Regions from separate parts of the Sus scrofa genome. Here region 1 is linked to region 2. A link is a contact called in public HiChIP or PLAC-seq data. All regions are on one chromosome and are shown on one strand. The core of a region is the stretch at or near the end of the contact, and the rest is flanking DNA. Distances in the headings are between cores, read along the strand shown. Region 1 holds the start of RPL27A (60S ribosomal protein L27a). Region 2 has its middle 14 kb from the start of ST5.

Region 1 (5,988 bases), core at 1,303-3,802, 72 kb after region 2:
AACCACAAACAGCGTAGGTTGTTCAATGATGCGAAAAGAGTACCATAGTAGGTACATCACACACTTCTGTAACAGAGGTCCCCAAACAAATAGGGCAAACACTATCCCATTAACTTGCAGGCCTACGTGGATCTAACAGTTGTGTAAGTCAATTCAATGCATGTCACTAACCTGGTGACTGGCTATGCCACAGGGGGCGCAGCCAGTGAATAAGCTCAGCGGTTACTCTTCGAGGACTCTAGCACACTGAGGCAACAGCGGATACCCAAGCGTGACTCTAGCCTCGAGCTCTCAGTTCCCATGAAATGTCCACAGGACAAAAAGCCAACAACAAGCAAGTTTTGCAAGTAGTCAAAAGCTTGCTTCCCATCAGAGACGTTCCCAGCCACCCTCTGCCCCGACACCCGCGGTTTTCAGTACCGTGAAAGCACACGCTGACAACACTCACTATTTGTCGAAGTTGATCCTGTGGTGATGCATGCCACCCGCATTGCCCCGGCCTCCTGGGTGCTTCCGGTGTTTGCCTGCAGGAGCACACAGCTACATGGCCAACGGTCTCCTCCGAGCGCTTGCAAAAGCGCGCCCGTGCTTCTGTGCCTTTGCTTAGGCTGTTAGCAACCGGCAACACTATCCCTCTAGGCTCCAGGCTAAACACTGCGAAGCAAGGCTTCCCGTCGCAACACTAACGCGGTAATAACTGGCCTTCAACCAATTCAAGACTGAGCCCCGCTCAATCTGCAGGCCCCCAAATGATATCAAATCCTCTCAAAGCGGAGGGTTTTCAGAGAAAAGGCCAACGGCTAACGATCAAGTTCGACGGGCTCCACCGCACAAAGCTTCACCCACCTCTCTAAGCTCATCTGCCGGGGACAGCCCGAGGCCGGCCAGGACGGGAAACCGGCACTTACCGATGCGGCCGTGGCCGTGGCTCACGTGGCCGCGGAGTTTCCGGGTCTTCCTTAGTCTGGACGGCTGTGTGGGAAAAGGTGCCCGGGGTGAGGCCCTGGGAGGTGGGGCGGGGGCCACGCTTGCCAGCCTGGGAAGGGGCTGGGGCGGGGGTCTGCTCTGCGGCGCCTTCAGCGAAGCTGAACCAGGCTGATCACCGCCTGGTTCTCATCAGGGAGGCGCCCGGGTCCGCGTGTCTCAGGAATCCGGACTCCGGGAAGAACACGCGGCCCCAGGCTCCCCGCCCCGTCCCGGCCGCCCCGGCCGGCGGCCGGACGTGAGCGGCCTGGAGGATGAGGCCAAAGGCGGGAGCAGGTGGCTGGGGGAGCAGGTGAGCAAAGCTCGCGGCCTAGGGTAGCAACCACACGGGCGGACCAGGACAATCACCTACCATGTCGGCGGCCGCGACGCAAGAGGAAGGCCTCGGCAAAGTCTCGCGAGCTATCGGGCCCAGGGGCGGAGCCCACGCCTCACTTCCGGCTCGGGGGGCGGGGCCTGCGAGGGCGCGGATCTCGCGCGATTACAGGTCTTGCCGTTTTCGCATCCGGGGGTTGAGCTCGCCATCGCAGAGCTGTTCCGGGGGCGGCGGCGGGGCCGGGAGCCCTGCGCGGTGCAGTGAGTGCGCTGGCGCTCGCAGGCTGAGCTCTGCCGCCGGGGGCGGGGCTTGAGGGCTGCGGTGCGCGCCGCGGGCGGGAAAGCCGCCGGGGCCGCCGGTCTCAGCTCCCCGCCGACCGCCGCAGCCCTGAGCAGTCCCGCGGGTCTCGCTCTGGTTTTGGTGGCTGGCTCGGGCCGGGCGTAGCGGCCGCTTGGCTTGTCCCCTGGCCGCGTGAGGAGCCACTTTTGGCCTTCGGTGCCCACCGGGTCCTCACCCCGCGGCGTATGGAGCGTCCCAGGTCAGGGGTAGTCGGAGCTGTGGCCGCCAGCCTGCACCACGGCCGCAGCAAGGCCGGCCTTTAACCCGCTGAGCGGGCCCAGGGCCGAACCCGCGTCCTCACGGACGCCAGTCGGGTTCGTTAGCCTCGCTCTGGTCCTTTTAGGCTCCGTTTTTGATGTCTCGCCCACCTTCCCGGGCCTGCGCGCCCACGCTCTCGGTCTTCCTCGCTCCTTCGCCCTTGTGCCTGGTCCTGGCCTTGTCCTCGCTTTGAACAGCCTCAGTTCAGGGACCTCTGCGCTTGCTCGCGTTAAGGTCCTGTACTCTCCAGACCCTGTAGATTTTCCGCCGCTCTCTTGTAATTTTCACTGGCACCTACTGGGCGCGCCTGTGAGCCCCTCCTCTTCTGGACAGAGAACCCCCGCTCAGTCTGGACCCAAAGTGAGCGTCCCCTCTTGGAAAACTGACCCATCCGGTCACGGTTGCTCACATGCCCCCACTGGGCCTCCTCAAAAATCTAGGGCGTGGCTCTTAGAGAATCTTGATCTGCGTTTGTCTTTCCTGCTGGACCAAACTCCTCAAAGACTGGAGGATTATTTTCTTTTTATCCATGTACTCCCAGCTCCCGGCATGTAGTACATGTTCAACAAATGATCGTTAACTAAAGTGGAGGGGGCACCCTTCCCGTGTTAAGTCTCAACCAGTGTTCAGGATCACAGTCCATCAGTTAGTCTGTGTGTGTGTGTGTGGTTTCTGTGCCATGTTCTGTAAAGCTAAAATACTGCTTAGCTAAAATATCCTAAATTCTCCCTGTCTCTCTTTCCTACCCTTGCTCCTTCCTTTTCAGCCAAGTTCACCCAAAGAGCAGTCAACAAATCCTGTGCATTTGCTAGTTTCCTGTTCATCCTTTAATCCATCACAGTCTAGCCCTCAGTCCCATTATTGTAATTAAAGTGCTCCTACCAAAGTCATCAATTAACCAAACTCCAAACTGCATGGACTCTTCTCCATAGCACTTGTACTCTGTCTTAACCCATTTGACTTCTTTTTCTAGAGCACCTCTTGCATTCTTCCTACCAGTCTTCCTTTCAGGTTCTTCTGCCTTTGTCCACCGTTTAACTGTTGGTATTCTTCAGCCGTCTGTGCTTGCCCCTGTTAAGGTTTCGTAGGATGCCGTCTCTCCGGCGAGCTCATCTTGGGTGGCTTCCGTCTTCATCTGTGTTGCTGACTCCACAGTCGTATTCACTTAATTACGGGCTAGTTTCCCTCCGACATTCCGAGGGATGTCAGGGAGACGGAAAAAATTATCCTGAGCATCCTTTTCTCTGACACGCTGTCACCAAGTCCTTTTTTAGCCCTCCTGGCACTCCTTCGTGAAGGCCCTTCTCACATCGCTTCTCTGGGGTTCAGCGCCCTCCTGTGATCACCCTGCCTGCACTCCCCCCTCCAGCCCCTCCGTCCTTCACGCCTCTGCCAGGTTCATCTTCCCCAGCCACGACTCTCATGCTTTCACTTACTTCATCAACAAGTTCAGGAGCCCCAGCTGGCCCCAGAGAACAGCGCAGACTCCCCTCCACTTTCCGACACAGGTTTTCTACTGCAGCCAAACTTGAGCCATCCCTGCTGCCCTTCCTCCTGTGAGGTCCTGTTTCTCATGCCAGCTATACTCCCCCTCCTGACCGGAGGTCCTGAAGCTTCCTCTCCTTCTTCAGAGACCCACCTTATCCCCTCCCAGTGCCCAGCTATAATAGCCGAACACAGGCTGCAGTTTCCAGAGTGCATGTGCCTCAGGGGTCCGCACCCCCAGCCCCGGGTGCAGGGCACCGAGGCCCAGCAGGTTGCCTGGCTGCCAGGCGCCAGGGCTGCTGAGACAGAGCCGGGCCTGGTCTCTGTCCCTCCAGGTCTCCTGCCCTTTCCTCAGTGACCACACGCCCTCTGACCTCACAGTGCTGGGGCCTTCATCGGGCCTGGAGCCCTTCGTCCCATGCTGCCTGTCGCCAGCAGAAAGAGGGGCCTGGGGCGTCGGGGGCAAGGCCTGAGAAGAGGTCACCCTCCATCCGGCATCAGGAGCGGCCCGTGCGTGCGCGAGCGGTGAGCGGAGCTCCCTGGACACGGCCCCGAGGAGGTGAGCCGGGCAGAGCGTGGGCAAGGAAAGGTCACCCCCGGTGTCCAGCACGGAGGGGCTGCAGCCAGGACCAGGGCTGCAGGGGCCGGGGGCCGGGGCTCTGCCGCAGGGGCGTCGGCCGGCTGGCTTCTCGGCGCGCGGGCCCGTCCTCTGCCGACCAGCGCCCCGCGTCGGGTTCTGGGCTCGCTTGACCTTCGTCTCCTCGGCGGCTTGACCTCGGGCCAGGGAAGCGCCCTGGACGGCTCTCTGCCCCGGCTTTCCGCGCAGCCCCTCTGCTTCACTGGGCAGCCACGTGGCTGGGAGCGAGGCTCCGTGGGCCTGGTCGGGGCGGTCGGCTTCCCGCCGTCAGCGGCTCTGAGCGGGCGGGCGAGCAAGCGAAGCGGGTCCTCCCTCTGCAGAGGCGAGCAGGGGCCGCCGTGAGGCTCCGGGTGACCCGTCCTGCCTGCTGTGGTCCTGGACGGCACCTCCGAGGGCCGCGCTCTCAGTGACACCTCTTCTGAAGTAGAGGGTGTGCCTGTGGCATCTCAGCCCTCTGGGCGCCCCCAGGGAGTCAGGGCCTCAGCGGACACCCGTGCCACCAGCGGACGCGGGCGGGTGTGTGCGCACTGAGCTTTCTGCTCCCCCGGGGCCCTCTCCAGGTGGCCTTGTGCTCACACTCCCTTGCTCTCCTCTCCGGGTCCCTGAGTCACCAGCTGTCCTGCAGCAGCAGCACCACGGTGTCCCCGGGCTTGTTTTCTTGCCGTCCGTCCTCAGATGTGGGCACTTGGAAATACCACGGTGCTTTCCTTTTCAAGTAGAGGATGGTTAGTTTAAGATAAGAAGAGTCAGGATGTCTTTTCTAAGTGGGAATTTGAGAAAAACTCAGAAAGCCAGATTTATTTCAGAAAGAATTTTAGGAGTCATGCGTAATAGAAAAGACAGTAAAGTATTAAAAAAAATTTTGAAAAAAAAAATCGAGACGTCTCAGGTCGTCGTGCCCACTGTGCTGCTTTCGTGTCTAGGTGGGACCTTCCGGTGTCCCTGCACGTGGAGACACAGCTGTCTGCAGAGCCGGCGGCCGGGCATGCAAACCCCTTTGTATTCTGCTTTTCATTTAGGGTCGTTGTATTTTTCTGTGTCACTACCCAGTGTTCGTGATGATTCTTCTTAACCGCCAGCCCAAGAATCCTTTATCTTAAGTGTGTACTATAATTTCCTCTGCTCTTTTCTCATTTCTTTTCGTGTGTTGTTCTCATTGTGTTCTTTGCTGTTGGAGAAAATGATGCAGTGAACGTTTGTGTATATATAGCTTTTTCCTTCTCCTGTTGAATAGCTTGTCTGGGTTAAATTCCCAAGAGTGAGATTGCTGTGTTATAGGGTGTGAACATTTTTATGATTCATTTTATGTTGCTATATATATATATATATATACACCCACTTTTTTTTATGAATGGATTGTATCAGTTTATGCACCAGCAGCATGTATAGTTTCCAATTTCAACTACACCAGACTTAGGGAGTTTTTTGTTCGTTCTGTTTTTGCGTTTGTCAGTAGTTTTTCATATATAGCAATATGGACCACACAGCGTTTTTTTCAGTATAAAGTAAAAATAATGTAATTCAAGGACTAGGAGGCCTTCCTTTCTGTATTGGATAGAATTTTAAAAACATCTCACAGTGCTGTGTGGCAAGTGCATTTCTTGCAGCTTTGTTGGAAGCCGGAATGGAAAACCTTGCTGCCGCTAAACTCAGAATAGCAAGATGGGAGGCGTGCCAGGATCTTTGAGAGCAGTTTATCCAAGAGCACAGCAAGGAGGGGTTTACATACTTGGGTTTAATTTAATTTCAGCTGATATGATTAGCAGCAAGAACACAGGAACTTGTGCTCCTTTCCTACCGCGTTTCCACTAATGATCTTGAACAAAGGTCGTATTCTCGTTGAGTCTTAGTTTTCTTGTCGATATAATGAAAAAATTCCGAGGCTCATTTGCTCATTTGAGAAATGTTTATTGAGACGATGTGGTGTTCCGGCGGCATGTGTGCTGCCTAGAAGATGCTTAGTTCCGGC
Region 2 (5,917 bases), core at 2,567-5,066:
TGCCCCTCGCCTTTCTGGCGAGGTCCAGAGAAGGAGGGTCGGTGGCTGTGCGGACGAGGCCGAGGCCACTGTGGGGCCGCAGTGACCCTCTCATCACAGCACGTGCGGTCAGGCCTGGCATCCCTCAAAGCTTCCGAGGGTGCATGCGGGGCGGGAGGGTGGGCGAGCCGAGGAGAGGGCAGGGTTTGGGCTGTAAGGTCACTCCTCTGGGGTCTGTTCTTAGGAGGGACTTTGTACCCAGGCGGCTTGGCCTGGAGTCTTCCTTCCGGCCCTCGAGCGGGTTTCTCTGCCAGGTTCAGACTCTGAATGGAGAATGAGCGGTTACCAGCGTTGTGAGTGGGACTGGGGGCCGCGTGGTCCTCGCTGCCTCGTGCTCTGTGCAGTCAGCACAGCCGTGACTCTGGGTCTCGGGGACCGTCTGCCTCTGCCTTCGTCTCCTGTTGGAAGATTCTCCCTCGGGTGTGTGACCCTCTGATCCCTGCTCTCCCAACGCTTCATTTTTGTAGAGCTTTGGTCAGACTTCTGTCCACCCTGCCTCCCTCTTTCCCTGCCAACCTCTTGCCCTATTCCCGGTAAAAGCCCCTCCTGTTGGCAGACCAGCTTCTCCACGTTTCCTTTACTTTTTCAATTCTTGTGTGCAAAGTCAGCTAACTTCAACAATTTTTAAATAATAGAAGAAAGCCATGCTCGTTGCAGAATATTTGTACACAGCAAAAATTATTAGGAAGAAAAGCCAAAATCACATATCACCCCATTACCAGAGTAGCATTAAGTACTGTTATGTTTTGGGATTAAACCCTTTTTTTTAATATGTTCTAGGTTTGCTCTTTAAAAGCAAAAAACAAACGCACATAGCATTGTGTCGAAACTTCCTTTTTTGACTAATATTATTTGGGTATCTTCCACAGACAAATATTAAAGCAAAAGAAAAAAGTTGATTTAATGAAAACCTGTGCACCCACCACTCAGATTTAATATTAGCATTTTACTGTATTTGCTTCAGGTCTCTTATTTAAAATTTTTTAAAATATGACAGATATGACTGGAGTTCCCTTCGCTCAGTTGCTAACGAATCTGACGAGGAACCATGAGGTTGTGTGTTCGATCCCTGGCCTCGCTCAGTGTGTTAAGGATCTGGCGTTGCCGTGAGCTGTGGTGTAGGTCGCAGACATGGCTGGATAGTGACTCAGATTCAGTGTTGCCGTGAGCTGTGGTGTAGGCTGCAGATGTGGCTTGGATCCTGCGTTGCTGTGGCTGTGGTGTAGGCCACAGATGTGGCTTGGATCCTGCGTTGCTGTGGCTGTGGTGTAGGCCGCAGATGTGGCTTGGATCCTGCGTTGCTGTGGCTGTGGTGTAGGCCGGTGGCTACAGCTCCGATTCGACCCCTAGCCTGGGAACCTCCATAGGCCACGGGTGTGGCCCTAGAAAAGACAAAGAAAAGAAAAAAGGAAAAAATACGGCGGCTCCGCATAAGCTTTCCCAGTCCTTTCCCCTCGGAAATCGCTAAGCCTCCTCACCCGGCACGCGGTCGTCTTCTCTGTGTGTCCTTGGATGATGTAGAGCAGCGTGTGTGTTCAGTTTTGTACACTCGACACCATTTCTCCACGCAGCCGTTGGCAGGGGCTTGTTTTACCCCGTGTCATTGTCGGAAAGTGGGCCTGGATAAAATCGTTCCGTTTAATTGGTGTGTGATGAGCCGCTGTGTAGTCTTGCGGGGAGATCAGAGCCTTTCCGCGTGTTGTGAGTAACCAGCGTTCTTATACGGGGAACGCGCTCGCGTCCCCGTAAACCAGCCGGCGGGAGCGGCGTGTGCGATGCTTCCCCTTGCGAGGCCACACCTGCTCGCTGTTGGTGGTGGTTTACGTGTTTACCGGCAATGCCGACAGTTTTTCTTTCCCGGCGTTTTTGCTAACGTTGGAGGGTCTTCACGCCTCGGTGTCTTCCACTCTTCGACTGTGCAGCAGCGTCGCGTGGCTTCGTTTGCGTTTTCCTGGTTTCAGAGGCGGAGTGCCGGTTCGGTTCGTGTTTTATTGATTATCTGGGTTTCCTTGGCTTTGAATCGTCTCTTCCTCTCTTTCGCCTGTTTTTCACTTGGGTTGTCTCTTTCCTGTTGCTTCTCCAAGTGCTTGATATGGTCTTCTTTTTAATCCTTTGTGACTTAGGTGCTTTGCAGTGTCTCCTTCCTGGCTGTGGCTTGTTTTTCTTGACTTGATGCAGGGTGTCACTGTGCGAGTGTGTCTCTTCTGGACGTGTGTGCTCCTGAGCTGCCCCCCCGCAGAGCTGTGCTGTTTGCAGACCCGCGTGTCCGAGTGCTCCACCTGCCAGCCCTGCCTGATGCTGGGTCACTAAGGCACGGGATTGCCTGGACGGAGGGACAGAAAGTGGTCCCGCCTCTTGTTTTCTCCCTTCTCCTTCCTGCCCGAAACCCCGCTTCTCCCTGAAGAGGGCGCCTCCCTTGTGGCTCCTCTACTGCAGCGGCTTCTTCCCGTCCCGACCTTCACCCTGCACCCGCCTGGCAGCCGCTCCTGCCTGAAGGCCTCGCTCTTTGGCCCGTCGCTTCTCCTTGCTTTCCCTGCTCACTGCCTCCAGCCTTCTTCCCAGTCTCCTGTCTGGCGGAACTAGGACCCGGGGCTTCCCGCCGAGAACCCGGCAAGGCTGCCGCCTCACAGCCCCTCAGCCTTTTCGGCTCTGAGAAGTCCTTCCTCTTAAGGCCTCATCGCCTGAGCGCTTCTGCTTTGGAGTTTGGGACGCTGCATGCTTTCTGCCCCTCCCTAAGCTCCCGAACGCCCACGCCCTACGCTTTCTTGGCCCCTCTGGCCCCTGCTTCTCCAGCCGGTCCTCGTCCTCAGGACCCCAGCCTCAAAGACATGCCTTCTGCCGCTGTACCCGACCAGCTGACCTCCGCCCTCCCTCCTGGCCTGAAATCGCCAGCCCTGGGCGACCACAGAAGCAGACCCCTCTGCTGCAGCCCTGGGTTCTGAGGACGGCCCCTTCTTTTGGAAGCACGGTTTCTGATCCATCATTCCTTTCTCAGAAAATGTTCTTGACTTCGCAGAGAAAAGGTGGGATTCTTAGTCTGGCTCTCAGAGGCCGCTGGGGTCTGGTGTTTTTCTGTCTCTGGCCCCCTTCCGGGCCAACTGCCATGAGACTGTCTTGCTCCCCTTCTTGTCGCTGCCTTCCTGCCACCAGGGCTGTGCTCTCGTTGTCCCTCTGCCCAGGACGGCCCGCCTCGTCCTGTGCCATTTGACCTTCCAGGGCCAGTGCAAGGGCAGCCCCCCCGACCCCGCTCTGCGTCTTCACCTAGAGTAACACCCCCTCCCCCGCGCCCCCGCACCTAAGCCCGCGGCCTTTGGTCTGCGGTGGCTCCTTCCCAGGGTTGGTGGTCGTTTGTGCCCACCTCACTAGAACGTCAACTCAGGATGGACCCAGGCCCCGCGCACCTGCTGGTGTTCGGAACACATGAGCTGGATGACGGCGCGTGTGAGCGGGAGGAGGCGAGACCGGCCCTGCGGGACCAGAGGCGGCACTAAAGCCTCGCACCCTCTCCTGCTCTGGTGAGTGAAGACAGCTTGACCCGAGCCAGCCGAGAAGAGACCCCCTGTGCGGCCGGGGGAGCACGCGGCTCGGCCCGTGTGGGAGCGGGAGCCTGGAGCACCGAGAGGTCCAGCAGGGTGTTTCCGGCTCAGGAGCCGGGCTGGGTGTTGTGGGCACTCTGGGGAGGGCGTTTGCCCCGCTCAGAAGGAGGAAGCACCGAGCCCGCTCTCGGCAGAGGCAGGAGCAGAGGGACCGGAGGGTGTGGCAGCCGTGGGGCAGGTTCGGTTCCTTCCCTCGCACCTGGCAGGCCTGCCTTCTTCCTGCCCTGGGACCTGGAGTCACAGCCTGAGTCTTCATGCCAAAGGGCCTTTTGTCTCATTCTGTTCACCTGCTGTTTGTCCTTGAAAACCTGTCTCGCGTCTCCCCCCCACGTCAACCCCGTCTGAGCCCCCTCCCTCCCGCCCACGAACCTTGGACTGCTCGGTCTGGCTCTCACGTGGCGTCAGTTCCTGTCGATAGTCCGTGAGCCCCTTGAGCGCAGGAGTCACATCTCCCTTTTTCCTCTGCCGAGAACAGAGCAGGGGCCCTGCTCACCGCTGATTGTATCGAGGAGCCTGACGCCAGAACCGGGGCCACGATCCGTTGTGGACGAACTGAAGGGGGGAGAGGCCGGGGAGGCGGGGTCGGGGTCGGGGTCTGGGGAGGCAGCGCTCATCTGGAGAGTCCCTCGCGACCGAGGGAGGAGTGCGGGTGTCCTCGGCGCTGGCGGGAGGCCGCAGCAGGCAGGCGGGGGCACCGGTGTTGAGGTGTGGCCTCCAGGGAAGAAGGGGGGCTGTGCCGGGGCCGCCCGGCGGTGACCGACCTGGGGGACTGGCTCCGGCCAGCTGCCCTGAATGTGGGCGCCATCGGCCCACGTGGTCAGCAGGAGCTCGCAGGGTGGCTGGCAGCCGCTTCCCGGAGCTGGGGCCGGCCGGGGGCGGCAGGCCAGTTTGGCTGGCCGGCCTTTTCTGCCTTGAAGCACTTGGTTTCTGTTGCTAACAACAGACGCGGGCAGTGTAAATACAGCCCGACTCCCAGACACGTGGACCCGCGCGTGCAGACTGACCAGTGGGTGGTCAGCGGCGGGGGAGGGGCGGCAAACGTGTGGCGAGGCCTCTGCCGATGCTCCGACTGTGCCCGGGCCCTCCCGCTAGCCTTTGGCGGGGCCGCCCGCGGGGCAGCCTGGGGGCCGAGTGGGAGATGACCCTGCCTGATGCTCCAGGTTTCAAAGACTTCAGCTCTTGTTCCAGTTGGACACGACGCCCCGCGCAGGCGTACACGCCTCCGAGCTAGATGCCAGCGATCCGAGGGCTGATGGCAGCTGCTGCTTTGTGTCCTGCCTGTTCGGTCAGGCTCTGGCCACTGGCCACACGTGCCAGACATCGATCAGCAGGCGCTGTGGCCTCCGGGCAGCCCTGGCCTACCAAGCACACCTGAGCACACGAGCGCTGTGAGCTTCTCTAGACGGGGTCCCAGGCTGACTCAGTCTTGCCGGGAAGGGTGACCTCACCAGCAGGAGGCCAAACCGTCGCGCTGTAAGAAGCAGTGGCGGAGACGCACGTGCGATGCACTGACCCCGAGGCTTGGGGCTCAGGCCGATTGCGGGGAGGACGCGGGGCGGAGGGCAGTGAGTCTCCACGGCCGGACGTGACACTGGGGTGGGTTGGGGCTCTCCTCCCGCCGAGTCTTGGGTCTCTACGTTGGCGCGTGGAGAACCTCTTGTGTTTCCCTCAGGGAGAAAAGAGCAAATGCCTCAGAACACACTGCGTCACGTGGAGTCCCTCCACCCGTTACTGCAGGAGTTGAAGGACCCGGGTTTGTGGGAATGGGTTCATCGAGGTGCACAATTTACACGGTTGCCAGGGTTCTTCCCACAATGGTGGCCCTCTGACTCCTGGTCCAGCAGCCTTTCTTGAGTAGGAGCGAGAGGGCTAAGTTGTTGTCGTTGGGTCTGAGGGTGGCTTATCACCTAAGGGTGTGGCCTGCTGAAACCCTGTCACCAGTGTCCTCACAGACGGTGCCTGGCCATTGTTTGTGGACCTGATGTTTCCTAGCCCACGTGTAAGAAGGACCTTTGACCTGGGCCTGGAGCATGGATGGGATTTAGGTGGCAGCGAGGGCAGAGACGACCCCAGGCTGGAAATGGTTTGAAAAGTAAGACATGGATGCAGACATGAAGAGGTTTGGAGCAGGAGGTGTCCTGTCTGGAGAGAGAAGCGCGCGTGTGTGTGCACGTGTGTGTGCGTGTGGTGTGTGTGCGCGTGCGTGGAGGGTGGGGGACGGCGGTGGTCGGGTGGGGGTGGTTGACGAGAGGGGAGAGGAGTGAGACTGGCTGGCATTTGGC

Evidence for each region. HiChIP or PLAC-seq counts read pairs in DNA pulled down with a chosen protein or histone mark.
Region 1: an H3K27ac HiChIP or PLAC-seq map of skeletal muscle shows a contact between it and region 2. The contact joins the promoter of RPL27A here to the enhancer-like site in region 2. A contact is called at or near these places in 1 of 5 promoter capture datasets (fetal skeletal muscle), 7 of 47 Hi-C or Micro-C datasets (embryonic fibroblasts, fibroblasts, heart right ventricle and 2 more) and 1 of 2 datasets of contacts at active chromatin or transcription factors (skeletal muscle).

What each region holds. Positions count from the first base shown.
Region 1 is chr9:709,858-715,845 of Sscrofa11.1, forward strand. RPL27A (60S ribosomal protein L27a) reads right to left here and starts at 2,553. Exons shown (of 5, transcript XM_003482496.4): 1 at 1,337-2,553; 2 at 909-972; 3 at 449-524. The coding sequence starts at 1,339. TRIM66 (tripartite motif-containing protein 66) reads left to right here and starts at 1,714. Exons shown (of 23, transcript XM_021062260.1): 1 at 1,714-1,838; 2 at 3,718-3,941. The coding sequence starts at 1,825.
Region 2 is chr9:636,380-642,296 of Sscrofa11.1, forward strand. No RefSeq gene overlaps it. Among named protein-coding and RNA genes, the nearest start is that of ST5, 14 kb to the right of the region's middle. Within about 2 kb of position 3,817, at least 29 of the 83 cell types and tissues checked have an H3K27ac peak or open chromatin away from gene starts, as enhancers often do. A contact at or near this core is called in fetal skeletal muscle, liver and skeletal muscle, where this site is marked.